Linked DNA regions of Mus musculus: all the other regions are linked to region 1. Evidence: chromatin contacts called from public Hi-C and Micro-C data. All regions are on one chromosome and are shown on one strand. Each heading gives the region's core, a stretch centred on a gene start, on an enhancer-like site or on the middle of the called end of the contact. The rest is flanking DNA. Distances are from core to core; before and after follow the strand shown. Region 1 overlaps Stard13 (StAR-related lipid transfer (START) domain containing 13). Region 2 overlaps Gm36447 (a long non-coding RNA gene). Region 3 overlaps Gm36447 (a long non-coding RNA gene).

What was found. A called contact is a pair of places that touch in the nucleus more often than the background predicts.
Region 2: a contact with region 1 is called in a Hi-C map of uterus, with 1.9 times the contacts expected there. The contact joins two enhancer-like sites. A contact is called at or near these places in 6 of 484 Hi-C or Micro-C datasets (cerebral cortex, embryonic fibroblasts and uterus), 1 of 115 datasets of contacts at active chromatin or transcription factors (extraembryonic endoderm stem cells) and 1 of 9 other capture datasets (embryonic stem cells).
Region 3: a Micro-C map of trophoblast stem cells shows a contact between it and region 1, with 2.2 times the contacts expected there. The contact joins two enhancer-like sites. A contact is called at or near these places in 3 of 484 Hi-C or Micro-C datasets (cerebral cortex, nephron progenitors and trophoblast stem cells) and 2 of 115 datasets of contacts at active chromatin or transcription factors (stem cell-derived neural progenitor cells and trophoblast stem cells).

The regions. Positions count from the first base shown.
Region 1 is chr5:151,053,110-151,056,219 of GRCm38.p6, forward strand. The region is part of intron 7 of Stard13 (StAR-related lipid transfer (START) domain containing 13); the gene reads right to left. Among named protein-coding and RNA genes, the nearest start is that of Kl, 100 kb to the left of the region's middle. Within about 2 kb of position 1,467, at least 80 of the 459 cell types and tissues checked have an H3K27ac peak or open chromatin away from gene starts, as enhancers often do. A contact at or near this core is called in trophoblast stem cells and uterus, where this site is marked.
Region 2 is chr5:150,816,546-150,819,655 of GRCm38.p6, forward strand. It overlaps Gm36447 (a long non-coding RNA gene), which reads left to right. Exons shown (of 4, transcript XR_377280.3): 1 at 1-3,110. Among named protein-coding and RNA genes, the nearest start is that of Gm36447, 3.1 kb to the left of the region's middle. Within about 2 kb of position 1,681, at least 6 of the 459 cell types and tissues checked have an H3K27ac peak or open chromatin away from gene starts, as enhancers often do. A contact at or near this core is called in uterus, where this site is marked.
Region 3 is chr5:150,849,517-150,852,626 of GRCm38.p6, forward strand. All of the region lies in intron 1 of Gm36447 (a long non-coding RNA gene), which reads left to right. Among named protein-coding and RNA genes, the nearest start is that of Gm36447, 36 kb to the left of the region's middle. Within about 2 kb of position 1,480, at least 17 of the 459 cell types and tissues checked have an H3K27ac peak or open chromatin away from gene starts, as enhancers often do. A contact at or near this core is called in trophoblast stem cells, where this site is marked.

The DNA of each region.
Region 1 (3,110 bases), core at 217-2,716:
CCTGCAATGTGTGTTTCTCACATTCTGCCGGAACTTTACATGATCAGTTGGGGAGGAACATGACTCCCTCCTGGGTGGCCTTTTATAGATAGTACCGTATGTGGGAAAATTTAAAAGAAATGTCCTGTGAGGGAAGAGAAGCTTCTATTTTTTAAAAAGTATGAAGAAGAAGACGCTTGGTAGAAATTCCAGTTCCTCCAGGGTCAGCACTTGAGGAAACACAAGTATGTGCTCGAGGTTGGATTTGTGCTCTGCTCATCAGCTGTACTGGTTTAAACCAGCCGGTGGCGTAAGAATGTGAGGCTGATCTCTTACTGACAGTGAGGCATGGGAACACTGTGCCCATTTCAGTGTAGCTGTAAATGCTCCAGCAGAAGTAACTTTCTTTCCTTGTCACCTTGCCTACTATGGAGTATGTGGCTATCTTATTGAGATCCCAGACCCTTTTCCTACACCCCATCCCAACCTCTCACTTTTAGCAGTTTGACTGCTTCCTAACAGAGCAATAAGGACCCAAAGAGGGATGAGTGAGTTGAACAATGAACGCGTAGGTTAGGTTCAGCACCTCTAGCGCCCTCTCACCCAGGACTTGCCCTATCCAAACCACAGCTGAGGTTTCCTGGGATCCTGGGCCTCAATATCAAGGCACCATGTTCTCGACACCCAGACTTTGAGTTTCTGCTCTCCACTCTCCTCGCTCCCCAGTGGCATACAGATTAGCTCACTTCTTTAAGAGCAAGGTGGAATGTTTCTGAGTAGCCAGACCAGTAATCAGTGGCCAGTGGTCATTTCTCTTTCTCATAGATACCCAGAGAAATACATGTGTATGGTTGCCATGCCCTGGTGTCTCTTGCTTGTTGCTATAGATGAAAGCAACCTTAACTTGGGAAAAAAAAAAGAGAAAAGAAAAAAAAAAAAAACTACAGGAACATGGGGAGAATTCCAAGCCATTAGAGGACAGTTGGAGTCTGTACATGTCAGCTGCATAGATCACAGGGGAAATTAAACACGGGTACATTCTGTGGTCATAAGAACAGAATTCTCAAGAAAAGCTCTTTGCATTCCTGGGCTTATCACTGAATTCCACAGATCAAGATATCCAGGCAGATTGCTACTTAATGTGTTAGTTACTTCATTCCAAGTCTGCAGTGTCTAGAAAATGCCACGTTTAGCTATATTTGGGTGATTCTCCACAACCAGTCTTAAGAACATTTATTTTCCCCGATCTGGCAAGTATTTCAAATTGCATCACAGTGCACAGGAAGAAAGTAGGCATTGTTAAAAGGACAGGAAAAGAGAAAGGAAGAAAGAAGTCAAGCTGCGAGGCAGGTGCTTATTGAAAGGGGATACAGCTTCAGTTTGTTTACATCCGTACTTCTGGAAGGAGGCTCCAGACTGTGTATACCTCAGAGCTGTGCTGCACTGGGTCACAGTGCCCCGAGGGTGTATTCTTAAGTGTGATTCACAACTATTTATGTCATTTGAAAGGAATTCTTCCCCCTTTCCCAACCCCCCCCCCCCCCCCAAGCAGAGGAGCATGGAAGAGAGTCTACAAAAGGGATGTTTTAGTTGTACTGCCCAGCCCACTCCGTTGGCCCACTGTGTCCTGTGGCTCTTTGTGAGTCTGTACATGTGTACATCCTGGATGGGCGCCTTCTTTGAATTGTTCAGATCTCAAGTTTCTTCTTTTGGAAAACACTGTGATCTTTATTATTTCAAATCTATCTGGGGCTTTCTAGCTGCAGGCTCTGAGCCTTCTGACTGAGCCGCCTGCAGGGGGTCAGGCCGGGTCATTGGGAAACTATTCATTCTGCTTCATTCTGACAGAAACCTCCTGTTCTACCCTCACCTTCCAGGAGAGGTGGGAAACAGCTCTGGGTTCTGTGGACTGTATTGGAAGCCTAGAAGGAAAGGGCTTTCCTAAGCTTGGTAAATACAAAATGATTTAAAAAAACCAGACCAGATTCTAGGTACAGAACCTAAGAATGGCCCAAGAAACGCAGTCTTCCAAGGGACAGCAGCGAGGTGATGAACAAACAAACTTAGGAGTTTCTGTTGTCTGACTCTTAGCTGCTTCTCCATGAATGAAGTGGGGAACCCCTGACCGGTTTAGGATTGGGTTTCTGAAGTGGCAGTCAGCAGTGACTGGGCACAGTAAGACAATAGTTCTAAAGATGTAGTAGTGTGGAGTCTAAGAGAGGCCATCTCTGAACTGTGAAAGACACTAATTGCCAATAGCCATTTCTTTGTAGCAAAGCTTCCAGTACATTTGCATGTTGGACCTAAGATACTTTGTTCTAAGAACAGAAAGTGTTTTGTTTGTTCTGATACTCATTGTGGTTGAGAGGTAACCTGGGTCTTTCAGTCTGTTTAATGCTCTGTTGTCAGAGTTGAGAGTCTCACACGTATATGAATGAGGACTGGCTGGAGCTTGCAGAGTGCCTGGGTTCAGCTCCCAGCACCCACATGGGAGCTCATGGCCTTCAGTAATTCCAGTTCTAGAGGGACTCTGATGCCCTCTTCTGGCCTGTGTGGACACCGGACATGCACTGTGGCGCACAGACACACTTGCAGGCAAAACACTCATGCACTTAAGATAAAAATGACTAAACCCTTTTGAAAAATGAAAGTAGAAATGAACAAGAAATCGTACTCTTTGATTTTATACTGGGTCCCAGAATTTACACCGCAGGCCTGCTCTTTACAATCTCCACTGCTCTCCTCAGGAGGCACAAGGTGCTTAGCCATGAAGAACCCTCTGCAGGAGCGCCCCCTGCAGGAGCACCTCTCTTGCCTGCGAGCTCCCCGCCGAATGACCAAAGGTTGAGTTTCAAGTGCTCCTTTGGGTTACTTCCACCCCTTTTTCCCTTTTGTTTTCGATCCCCAGCTACCTAAAAGCCTGGGCTCAAATAGCAGTTTCTGTGGAAGGTTCCAGATCATCCTTCATCCTGTCTCAGGTAGTCAGCCGACAAGGTGATGTGCAGGCGGCAGGTTACAGAACTCTTCCCCTGGAAATGAAGTGTCTTCCCAGAATTATTAGGCTTTTAAATCTTGCGGCTCCATTATAAGGAGTGGCTGGGCGAGAGTGCTGCATTAGAATTCAAATTTCA
Region 2 (3,110 bases), core at 431-2,930, 240 kb before region 1:
AGATACTTGTTTGTTCATTCATTTATCATTAAAATGGAACAGCATTGTTCAGGGTTGTCACTTCTTTAAAAATTATTTTTCTGTGATACATTTATTTCCTGTTTGTGACTTTCCCCAAGTCTTTTATTTTTTTTAAATCACTGAGGTTTTTTTGAGGATGTGTTTTGAATTTAGTCAGTCATACCTTGTGTCTTACTTTTCTGTGAAGAGATACCATGACTGACTAAGGCATCTTACAGAAGAACAAGTTTCAGGGGGTGAGTCCATGGTCATTGTGTCAGGAAGCGTGGCAGCAAGCAGGCAGGGATGGTGCTGGAAGCAGAAGCTGAGAGAGCTTACATCTAGTCCACGAGGAGAGACCTGAGAGGGATGTAGGCTCATGAACCTCAAGGCCTGTTGCCAGTGACGTCATACCACCAACAAGGCCACCCCTCCCTCCTAGTCCTTCTCAGGCAGTTGTACCAACTGGGACCAAACATTGAAACCTATGAGCCTATGGGGGCCTGCTAATCCAGACCACCATGCCTTGTGGTTCTCCATTTCCTCTTTTATTTAAAGGACAGTATGGTTTGAGTTTATATAGATGCTGTGTTAGCGTATCGTCTTCCTGAGAGTCTTTACATACTAAGTTTTCTTCTGGCATAGAACTTTTTTTTCCCTTCTGTTACATGCTATAGAAATGTTACTTTTTAATTTGCTTGAGATGTTGGAGATCAAACACAGTCTGCATGCTAAATTAAGTGAGTGGTCTACCACTGAACCACATTCCCAATCAACCACCCCTATTTTTTACTCTATCTTGAGAAAAACAAACAAACAAACAAGTACTACATTGTCTAGATTGGCCCTGAATTAACTGTTTTCTCAGCAGTCTTGAGTTTGAGATCTCCCTGCTTTAGTCACCCTCTGGTCTCTCAGTGTGACTCGGCAACACCCAGCCCAGCTTAGAGTCCTGTCGCTGTGAACTCCTCTAATGTGCCTGCCTCTTTCATTTGGCTTCTGTGTTTCATGTTTATTATAAGATATTGAAAATATTTTCCTATTTTCTTCTAATACTTCAGTTCTTTACGTTACTTAATCCCCGGACTATCTGCACATTGCATGCCACTGACACAGATCTGGGAACGGAGTCTCCCTACGCCTCAATCTCTTTCTGAACTTAATCTCTTTGTGCCTATGTCACCGTTACCAGCCCTACATCTATGTGGTGTTTTTCTATACTTATTACAAGAAGTGTTTTAGTCTTGATTTTTAAAATACCCGGGTGATTCTTAGCTAGTCTTGGCCTTTTCTCAGACAACTCAGCTTGCTAACTTCCATTTTGAAGATCCTGGTAGTATCTTTAGGAAAGGCCCCCCAAATATAAACTACTTTGCAAAAGATGAAAAAAAATTGTTTTGGTTTTTTGTTCTGCTTTTGCTGTCTTGTTTTGTTTTGGAGACAGGAGTTCTCTGGGTAAACTTAGCCGGCCTTGAACTCATTTTATGGTCCAAGCTGGCCTTAAATTCAGAGATCTGCCATCCTCTGCTGCCTCCCCGAGTGCTGGGATTAAAGGCATGCTCTGCCTTCACCTTGTTAAGACTGAAAATGGTTATGCTAGCCTCTGAGTGGGGCAGTCGTTTCTCCAACTGCCCTTCATTACACAAGCTTCTCTGAGGAGGTCTGAGAGTTGTGCTAATCTGTGCTGTGCCTGATCATTTGGCTAAGATCCCTTGGTTGAGCTCACTAGCCCCAGGGATGAACCTACTACTATTCTAAAAATGTTCTGTCCTTATTTTAGTATTGGTGTATTCCAGGATTGAGTAGTCTTGAATGAACAGGGAGATCTGTCTGTGGTTTTCTGTGAAATTGTATCATGTAGGGTTCCTTCTTTAAGATTGCACATCATGATTTTTTTTTTCCATCAAGGAATATTTTACAAAACCAAGAATAGTATAATAAACACTTGTAGTCTTATGCCCCGATTTAAAAGCTGTGAGCCTTTTGCTCTCTGTTTTAGTTTGCACAAACTCTGCCTCTCTGTGTCTCCCTGCCCATAGCCATTCTGCATCCTCTTGTTGTTTGAACTCAGATATTGCGTGTCGTCCGCAAGCCTATTCCTAGCTCCATTTTACATGTTTCAGAATATTTAGCACAATTTATTTTAAATTGTCAGAGATAGTACCTGTTTTTAAATTTGTATTTTTAACTTTTGAAATTTTGCTGTCAAAGCCTGTGTCATAAACTCAGAGATGACATTGTGGTCATTGTGCTGGTGATCCTGTCCACGTATAGGTAAGAGGTGATAGTTCTTAAAGCATTTGTCCTGAAGGAAAAGATAGAAATGCACGTGCCGCTACTTTTCTCCTTGCTGTGACAGAATACTTGACAAAAGGCGACTGAAGGGGTGGGAGGGGTTTGTGGTTCTGCATCTCACCTCGATGCTGTGGTTTGTGAACTCTGCTTGGGCAGATGAAAGGGGAGGTAGCTGAAGATGGGGACCCCAGCCCGGGTAAGGCAGGCTGAGGCTGAAGAGGTGGGGGCTGATTCCCAAACTCCTGGGGTTGTCTAGTCATCACTGGGAACCTCGTAGAGTCAGGAATGAAGCAGGGCCATGTGGGCCTGCAATGGGAGTGGAGCAGGGGGAAGACTCCTGCTTAGCCTAGGATGGCTTAGCTCAGGGGTGAGTGTCCAGGAGCATGGAGGGGCCTTCTGTGGGAGACTTTAGCAGCTCTATATAATGAAGGCTTCCCCCCATGGTGGTTCTTGCTTGTTCAAACATTTTGTTCATTGTTCATCATGGGAAATGGGTGCATACAACTTACTCGGGGTGGACCAGAGATTACATACCTTTTGCAGGAAGGAATGTCTTGGATGGAAAGCTTAAAGTTAAACCCTCCAGTCAGCCCATCTAGATACCTCATTGGTTTGGAGGACTCAGTGGTCATTATGATCCTCAAGTGGGATGTCCTGGTCACATGCTCCAGGACAGGACCCAGGTTGAGTGCAGATGGAACACCTACTGGTCTTAGATATGAGAATACCGGGGGTTTCTGAACCCGTTCCACTTGCCCCACAGGGGTTCTTTTGCAGTAGGCAGGAAGGTCAGTAGCTCTAGCTTGTCAGCAGAA
Region 3 (3,110 bases), core at 230-2,729, 200 kb before region 1:
ATCTCGTCAGTGAGCTGGGCCAGGCCTGGGAAAATGGAGGTGGGGAGTGGTTTCCTGAAGGAGATTTGGTTGGGTCTCTGTATAGAAATGCAGAGAATGTCAGGTGTATAGAGTCTCCCTTGCTTCTTTCAACAGAAGGCCTGTATTTATGGCACTTGCCTTCTCCCTGTTTCTGTGGATGGAAGGGCACTACGGTTTCTCATCTTGTCTGTCTGTAGTGCTGCAACATTGTTGGCTGCTCAGATCATTGGACCTTTACAAGGGTATCTCAGATGCAGGACAGCTTGAAGGCCCCAGAGAAGGATTCGAGGAAGGATTGATAGCACCACGGCACTGTGAGACAGAAACACCCACCATCTACTCTGCTTTTTTCACAGTGGCCCGTCGTCTCCACGGCAGAGGAGAATCTTGAGACCCAAACCTTGATCCACCACTGCCCATCTGTGGGACTTGGGGAAGGCCACTTGATTTGGTGGAGAGATTGTTTGAACAAATTTGGGAGGCCTGAAGCCTGGCACTCCCCATTTTAACAAAAGCAACAGTTTTTCCCTCCTCTCTGGCTCACTGTGAGGTACTGGAGGTGGGTCAGGTAGCTGACAGCTCAGCCTTTGACATGGATTCAAGAATTAAGGCTCTTAACTGGGTGTGGTAACACACACACACACACACACACACACACACACACACATTTAATCCCAGCACTTGAAAGGCAGAGACAGGCAGATCTCTGATTTTGAAGCTAGCATGGTCTAAAGAGGGAGTTCCAGGCCAGCCAGGACTGCACAGAGAAACCCTGTCTTGAAAAAATGATCAACAAAAACAAAACCAACCAAACAAACAAAAGAATGAAAGTGCTTCCCAAATTATACCACAACAATTGGTAGGAAGAAAGAATCAATGAGAAGAATACCAAGTAATCAAAAAATAATGTAACTGTCTGTTTAACTTGATCTAGCAGAACAGGCTAGATTGGTTGCATCTCAGCATTACCCTGTTGTGGCCACAGACCATTGCTCCAGAGCTAAGTCACAATCATAGAATTCCCTTGGTTTCTTCCTCATACCATCTTCAGATTTGTTCATCTGAAGTTTCACACTCCTTCCTGTGTCGTCACAAGTTGAAAGATGTCCCTTCTCCAAAGTCAGCATACCACCAATGAGTCCAGATATCTCTGCCCTTGCTCTAGCTTCTGGGAGCATGGATCTCCCTCCTAGATCTTTAGTTCAAGATTGTGTTATTTTTTGACCAGTCTCAGTGCTGGCGATGATGGCAGGGCAAAGGCAGAGCTTATGGCCGTTGTTGCTCAGTGGGTTAATTCTACACAGTTGTTTTGGAGACCATTCTCATTCCCCCAGTGTACAGGGAAACTCTGCTAATTAAAGTCGAAGTCCACCACAGCCAGATAACCTTCAGGGGCTCTGCACAATATGGAGAACTCCCGTCATTTGACAGGGCTTCTCCTTTGACCTTGTCTGAAGAATTTAACTCCCCACCCCCACCTCCACACACACACCCCAGCAGAAGGTCTTGTAGCCTTGGTTAGATTACAGATTCAACTTCCTTTCTCCTGATAAGAACCTGTTCAGCTAGCACCTGAGATTCCTGAAATGCTTCCCCAGGCTAATGAGGCATTTCAGTACCCTAAGCCTTCAGCTAATGACCTTTGCCCATCCTGGATGTTCCTAACACCAGTTCCCCAAACTATCTAAGCCTCAAATCACCCCAAGTAAAGTGGATCTGTCTCCCCGCAGCTGGGCTCAATGTTGTCATTACTGCAAGCACTCACAGGGCTTCCATACCCCACACCACCCCCTCTTTGATGTCTCTGCTCCCTTTGCCCTTCCATCCTCTCATCCTCGCAGACCTGTATTGGCTGACAATCCCCGAGGACAGGGAGAGTCACACCAATGGACTCTGGAAAGAAAGTTATTTATCTCATTATGAGTTTTAAAACCTGCATTGGAATGTGGGTGTTGTAATTACTGGCCTACTGCTCTGAAGAGACACCATGACCAAGGCAACTTAGAAGAGAAAGCTGGGGACTTGCTCACAGTTTCCAGGTGGGGAGGACTTCCCCAAATAGTTCACGAACCAAGAATTTGGATGTGAGCCCACAGGGTGGGGTGGGGCATTCTCAAGCACTCGAAGTAGAGACCATTACACCTACCTATAATCTAGCAATCTGGAGGGGAAGGACCCTAAGGGCTTTGACCAGTCTTACACTGCCTCCCCCCTACAGATTCCCCCTCCCACCTGGGGTCAAGGCTAGGCCATAGGCCAAGTTCCATTTTCCATCCACAGGAATATTCCTCTTCTCCTTCTCCTTCTCCTTCTCCTTCTCCTTCTCCTTCTCCTTCTCCTTCTCCTTCTCCTTCTCCTTCTCCTCCTCCTCCCCCTCCTCCTCCCCCTTCTCCTCCTCCTCCTCCTCCCCCTCCTCCTCCCCCTTCTCCTCCTTCTCCTTCTTTTTTAAGATTTATTTATTTATTATATGTAAGTACACTGTAGCTTTCTTCAGACACTTTTTCTTCTTGCTCTAGCCCCGCTGGCTCTGGCCCTAAGATTTATTTATTTATTATATGTAAATACACTGTAGGGCATTAGATCTCATTACGGATGGTTGTGAGCCATCGTGTGGTTGCTGGAATTTGAACTCAGGACCTTCAGAAGAGCAGTCAGTGCTCTTAACCACTGAGCCATCTCTCCAGCCCCCAGCAACATTCTTGAGTAAACAATTCTCAGACAAACTGCAGAATGTACTGACTGATAGTCACCTGACCCTCTGGAAAGTCTCAGATAGAGTTCAAATGTGTGTCAATGATCTGCCCATGCTTGCTAGCCAATAGATTTAAAGGTCAATATGCTTAGTCAATAAGTTTGACCTGTAATCTTGCTGATGTAACCTGTGCCCCTAAAAAGTATAAGAACTGCTTGTAATAGCCATTGGGGTCCTCTTCCAGTTACTCACCTTGAGGGATTAATTGAAGGTTGACTCCGACATGCCAGAGATAAACCTCTTGCTTTTGCACTGATCTGCTTCTCAGTGTCTCACTCGGGGAAGGGGGGTGTGCCTCGAAGTAAGTACCACAGACTGAGGGTTGGGGGTCTTACAG